Regions from separate parts of the Sus scrofa genome. Here region 2 is linked to region 1. The links are chromatin contacts, called in public HiChIP or PLAC-seq maps. All regions are on one chromosome and are shown on one strand. The core of a region is the stretch at or near the end of the contact, and the rest is flanking DNA. Distances in the headings are between cores, read along the strand shown.

Region 1 (3,238 bases), core at 336-2,835:
CATTCCTTATAAACCCCTAGGGCTTGGGGCAACCTCTACCTCACAGAGCTGAGATGAAATTTCCTGCCAAATGCAGGGCGTGGGGGGGAGAGGCAGTGGCAATCCAGACTGATGTGAATTAGAAGTGCAGTCAGATTTCCGTATCCCTGGGTTCCACAGATCCAACCAATGGCAGCACGCGAAAACTTACGGGGGGCGGAGGGGGAAGATTCCAGAAAGTTCCAAAAAGCAAAACTTGAATTTACTGTATACCGGCAACTATTTGCATAGCATTTACATTGCATTTCCAACTATTTACATAGCATTTACACTGCATTAGCTATTTAAATAATCTAGAGATGATTATCTACATAGGAGAAGTAGACAGGAGGATGTGAGTAGGTTATACACAAACACGACACCCTTTTGTATAAGGAACTTGGCATCTGCAGATTTTGATATCCATGAGAGTCCTGGAACAAATCCCCCAGAGATACCTAGGGACAAGTGACAAATACATATGATACTTCTTGCCCAAGTGTCCCAAAACATCTTACCTATACCAGACTCAGGGAATACCTTTATTTTAAAAAATTACAATCAACTGAGAAAATTACTTCCCTTCTTGAGCCTCAGCTTTCCCATCTCCAAACATGGGGAAGATGAGACCTACCTCACTGGTTTGGTGTGAGAATGAAATGAGCTATTATTATGAGGAAAGATCCTGGCACCCATGGGAGCCCTTATTCCAGAGCATCTACCCTGCCCCCTGGGTGGGTACCAGGGAGACAGAACTGAATGCAACCAGGGCCTTTCCTCAGACTCCTAGTCTAACCTCCCCAGGGTCTGTTGAAAGAGGTGAGCTGGGCAAAGCTGAGCTTTGCAAAGCAGGGAAAGGGACTGGCCTGGTAACTGTCTGCACATAGGTAAGAGAAGCTCACTTATGGGAGTTCCTGTTGTGGCTCAGCAGGTTACAAACCCAGCTAGTATCCATGAGGATGTGGGTTCGATCCCTGGGCCAGCCTAGTGGGTTAAGGATCAGGTGTTGCTATGAGCTGTGCACAGACACAGTTCAGATCCCACGTTGCTGTGGCTGTGGCACAAGCTGCCTGCTGCAGCTCCTATTCAATCCCTAGCCTGGGAACTTTCATATGCCAGGGGTGCAGCCCTTAAAAAAAAAGAGAAAGAAGCTCACTTAGATTGAGGTCCAAAGGGTGCAGGGATCGTCTGCTGGCTTTGGGAGAAAGCTCTGCATCAGCAGCCGCCTGGGGAGTGGATCTGCCTGGCTGGGTCTTCTGTGGTAAATGGCTTCTCCTCTGAGCACCTGAGTTTCTACCAGGATTTGGGGAGAATGTCAAGAGGACTAACTGAGGTAAATGTCCAGCACAGAACAGGGCCCAACAGGTAGAAGTATATTCTCTCACATCCATTCCCATCCTGGGTTGAGAGTCTTTGCTAAAAACCTCCCTCTGGTTCCCCGGGAGGCCATTTCTGAATCCTTCTCTGCAAGAAGCAGAATTCAAGGTCCAAGCAGTAGACTCAGGATACTTCCCTATTCCCTGAAATTCTACTTAATTCTATTTAAATGAAGTGTCCTCTTTCAAGCAGGAAACTCAAACCACTTCCTCCTACTAGAGATATTTTTTTGCAATGTCCCCTTTCCTTAACGTCTGTCTGGCTGATGCCTGGCTGCCAGCAGCCAAAAGCCTTTGATTTGGGGACAGTTCTGTAGCACGTTTTCCTAGATTCTGTGCTGACTCAGGCCAGTGGAACTTGCCTGAAAAGCCTAAGTCTCCACTCCAGAGCGTTTCCCTATCTCCCCCCACCCCATGGCCTTCTCCTTATCAGCATCCTCCAGGCTGCCTGGCAGGCACGGGTCACAATCCGTGGTTTTTGCTCACTCCCAGGATCTTTTCCCTGGATGCCTTTCCCCACACCTCCAGCTGTGTCTTTGCTGCAGCTCATTCTCAGGAGGGCAAGGGTGATGATGGTGATGCTACAGGTGGGCAAGGGCTTGAGAGGCAGGCGACCTCCACTCTGCCAGCTACACATAGAGCCACGGGGGATGTCCCTAAACTCCCACTTTCTCAGATACAAAATCACAGGGGCTGGACCAGATTGGCCCAAAGGTCTCCTAGGGAGCAGTCCACACACCCCTCTTCCTCGGCTCTTCCCGCTAAGTACCAGGCTCCCTGTTCATTTGCACACAAAGGTTAAACGTCAGTACTGCTCTTTGAATCTATCATTCATTGAGAACCTGCTGAAGACCAGGTCCTACACCGCTGCAGCCTAAAGATGGCATTGCCCTTACTCCGAAGGAGGTCCCAGGTGAAATACAAGAACACTTATGATAAGAAAGGGGCAAATTGCTAGAAGAGGACACAGAGCCGTTAACCACAGGCCCCTTGACAGCCTTGTCCCAGAGGAACACAAGTTCTCAGTTCACACTGGGTTTTGAGGATTAAGTAGGAGATTTCTGAGATCAGAGGAGGTGTGGGAAAGGAGTTCCAAGAAGAGCAAACATCATGTACAAAAGCAGGTCATAGATTTAGAGTTAATTCAGCATGGCTGCCATGCAAGATTCATGCCATGAACAGCAGGAGGGTCCAGGAAAGAGAACAGACAACATGGCTAAGGTTCTTGGACACTGGACCTCCACATTCAGGAGAGACCTCTGTCTGGGGACAGTTTGTGGAAGTTTCCACTGCCATCTAATGTAAGTCTCTCACCAAATCCAGAAAGCAGAAAACTTCCAAGCACCACCACCCAACTTAGCTTGAGCCCGGGACTCTGGTTGGCTTCCCAGCAGAATCCCTAAGACTTGAAGAAAACAGTCTTAGAAATAAGACAAATATTTAGAGTTTTAAAAACTCAGCCTACAAATTAGGAAGAATGGGAAACTTGAACGTCAGATGTAAAACTTTGTTCTCTCTAATTTAAAGCAGACTTTGTTTTCTGGTGGAAGATAGATTGAAATCGTCCTGCCTGCTCAATAATATGGTGGAAACCACTTCTGAAGAGCCAGTGTTTTATGTTATAGGCAACCAAATTTAATAAGGTAACAGAAGAAAAAAAGTGACGTCAATACAGCTTTATCTGAGAATCAAAAGAAATATACTGCTGATTTGACTGAAGTTGTTCCAGGCTTAATTGCAGTCGAAGGGAAAAGTGAAATTTTTCCATCTCCTGGTCCTCTTTGCTTTCCCCATACCCTGACCCTAATCTATTCATTCTGGAAAAATAAGAGCTTGCTCAGCAA
Region 2 (3,238 bases), core at 489-2,988, 230 kb after region 1:
TGATAGTTAGGAAATCCTTCTGGAAGTGTTGACTCCACTTCTGTCTCCCTATATGAAAGAGGAGGCAGAATGGTGATGGAACTGGAAACTGTCTTGTTTGAGGATCAGTTGAGAAATCTGGGGAGTGGGTAGCCTGGAGGTAAGAAGACTGGGGGTGAAGGGAACCGTCATGCTAACCTTCCATGCTGCCTGTTTTTATGTAGCAGAAGAATGAGAGATGTTCTCTCTTTTCCTGAAGACTACAGTTCAGGAAACTGGTACTCCGAGAACCAATTGGTACTCCTAGAACCAAGAGGTGGAAGTTCTAGGGAGGCAAATGTCAACCAATTGTTTTAACTTTTAAGAATTTGAAATGGCCTCCTCTGGAAAGTAGGAATCCTGTTACCTCAAGAGGGAGGAAAGCAGAAATTCCCGCACAGCTTGGGTTGGGTTATATGATTTCTGAAGATTCTTTGAACCCTAAGAGTCTATGATCTTATGGTCCTTTGTTATTTGCAAACCTGAAAGTGTTCTGCTGCACGGGGATCCTCACCTTTCACAGCTCTTCGGTTACACCCATGCCTCAGGCAGGTCTGGCTTCTCACTTTCACCCAGTTTGCTTGCAAACCTGTGTTTGTGGAAGAATTCCCTTTGCACTGCTTACTGCAGGGAATTGTTGAGATTTCCTCAACTGAGTATGGAAAGCAGGAGAGGAGTGGAAAGAGGCACAAGCGGTAGATTAGGAGTGAGGTCTTGGGTTTCAATCCCAACTCCACTGCTTGTATATCGTGGGATCTTGGTTCAGTCAGTGGGCTTTGTGATTCTCACTTTATTCATATGTAAAAAGTAAATAATGATAATAATAATAATAATAACTACCTTACAAAGTTGATTTAAAAAATAAATAACACCTGGTTTTCATGCATTATTTCTTTTTTTGTCTTTTTTTTTTTTTTTAGGGCCACACCCAAGGCATGTGGAAGTTCCCAGGCTAGGGGTCTAATTGGAGCTGCAGACTCCGGCCTATACCCCAGCCACAGCAATGCCAGATCCCAACTGCATCTGCAACCTACAGCACAGCTCATGGCAATGCCCGATCCTTAACCCACTGAGTAAGGCCAGGGATCGAACCTGCACCCTCACAGATACCAGTCAGATTCATTTCCACTGAGCCACGACAGGAACTCCCACATGCATTATTTCATTTAGTCCTTCCAACAGTCCCATGATGTGTAGGTTCCATTCGTCTCATTTCACAGATGAGAAAACTGAGGTTTAGAGAGTGTCACGCATTTGCCTAAATGTTGAAGCTAAAATTAAAATCAACTGATCCAACTCTACAGGCTGAGTACTTTATAATGCCCACCCACCATAATGTCAGAATTACATGAAATAGGACCTATCATGATAGACTTAATACAGAGCCTGGAGCATGATAGGGACTCAGTAAATGCTGGTTTTCTACTCTTATTCTTGTGACTTAATCTTCTAAAAACTCCAGGTAACCAAAATTCATCTCTTCCTTCCTTCCTTCCTTCCTTCCTTCCTTCCTTCCTTCCTTCCTTCCTTCCTTCCTTCCTTTCTTTCTTTCTTTCTGCCACACTTGTGACATATGGAAGTTCCTAGGCTAGGGGTAGAATTGGGGCTGTAGCTGCCAGCCTACCATGCAGCTCACAGCAACACCGGATCCTTAACCCACTGAGCAAGGCCAGGGATCCCACTCATGTCCTCTTGGACATTAGTCAGGTTTGTTTACACTGAACCGAAATGGGAACTCCCAGAATTCATCTTTCAGTGCCATGCCCCTGCACTGCCTTCATCCTCAGGCTGGTTACGGGATGGTGGCAACAGTCCAAGAGTCTGATCAAGATGCCACACAGAAGCTCTTCTTGTTCTTTCTCAGGAGCCAGAAAACTCCCTAGAAGCCTCCTCTCATATCTTACTTAATAGAGTTGGGTCCACAGTCTTGTTCCTAAACCAATCACTGGCAAAATTGGACAACCCTTGGGCCAAACAGGCCTACACCTGGAGCTGGTCAGCTTCCAAACTCAGCCTTCTGCTTGGAAAGAAAAAGGAGGAAATGGATGCTGGTAGGCTGTCCACTGTCTCCCCTACACCCCTGTTGTCCTGATAAGAAAGTCAAGGCTCAGAGTTCCCTTTGGGACTCAGCAGTTAATGAACCCAACTAGGAACCAAGAGGAAGTGGGTTCAATTCCTGCCCTCGCGCTCAATGAGTTAAGGATCCGGCGTTGCCCTGAGCTGTGGTCTGAGTCGCAGACTCAGCTCAGATTTGGCATTGCTGTGACTGTGGTGTAGGCCAGAGGCTGTAGCTCCGATTCGACCCCTAGCCTGGAAACTTCCATATGCCCCAGGTGCAGCCCCCCAAAAAAGTTAAGGCTCAGAAGGGTTTAATTAATCTGTCCAGGATCCAAGGGCAAGGGTAAGGTGGTAGGAAGGGAAGTTCATACACAGGGTGGATCTCAGGTAAGGAGGAGGCCAAGGGCTGTGGCATTGATCACTGGATCCCACCCCTAGAAATTCTGTTCACTTGGTTTGGGATGCAGTCTGGGCCTCAAGATTTATAAAAGCACCTCAGGATATTTTAATGTGCAGCCAACGTGAGAACTGCCCGTTTAGGAAAAGAGCTATTGAAATGTGGAGGGGCTGCAGCCAAAGGCAGAGAGTCTGGACTGGGTACCAAAGATCCTGTCTGTCCTGTTTCTCCTCAGTAACGCCAGCATCCACCAAGGATGCCCCATGTTCCAGGCGTAGCTGAGCCCTCAGCATTGACATCTTGTAGGCAGTCACAACTGAGTGGATCCCAGATGCTCTACGCAGAGAATGAATACCTCTCATACAACCTCCACCAAGTCATAGTGCTTCCATGTTACCGATGAGGAAGCAAGAGCCCAGGAATTTTCAGTCTCTCCGCCTCTGTACTGTCAAGTCCTGCCCATCAGTGGAAGAAATTGGGAGCTGGAGAAAGAAAAGGGAGGCTGTTCTCTCTCTTTCTGCCTTCTAGAGCATCTTCTTCCAGCTTATTCTGTCTGGATCTTCCCTGTGGCCCCTCCCACCAGCTGGGGGACATCAGCCTCCTGAGAAAGAGGAGGAAAGACCTGAAGCTTCCTGACTAAAGCATGGGCAGGAGTGGGGACCAATCTTCATTTCTGAGAAATCCTATAGCCCTTTGAGTTGGGAGGCCTGGAATTTAGCCTCGTCTCAGAGCCTCACTTGTATGGCGACCTTGAGCACAGCACTT

What was found. HiChIP or PLAC-seq counts read pairs in DNA pulled down with a chosen protein or histone mark.
Region 2: a contact with region 1 is called in an H3K27ac HiChIP or PLAC-seq map of alveolar macrophages. The contact joins two enhancer-like sites. A contact is called at or near these places in 1 of 47 Hi-C or Micro-C datasets (embryonic fibroblasts) and 1 of 2 datasets of contacts at active chromatin or transcription factors (alveolar macrophages).

Annotation. Positions count from the first base shown.
Region 1 is chr6:153,496,041-153,499,278 of Sscrofa11.1, forward strand. No RefSeq gene overlaps it. Among named protein-coding and RNA genes, the nearest start is that of JUN, 190 kb to the right of the region's middle. Within about 2 kb of position 1,586, at least 7 of the 83 cell types and tissues checked have an H3K27ac peak or open chromatin away from gene starts, as enhancers often do. A contact at or near this core is called in alveolar macrophages, where this site is marked.
Region 2 is chr6:153,725,888-153,729,125 of Sscrofa11.1, forward strand. No RefSeq gene overlaps it. Among named protein-coding and RNA genes, the nearest start is that of MYSM1, 28 kb to the right of the region's middle. Within about 2 kb of position 1,739, at least 1 of the 83 cell types and tissues checked has an H3K27ac peak or open chromatin away from gene starts, as enhancers often do. A contact at or near this core is called in alveolar macrophages, where this site is marked.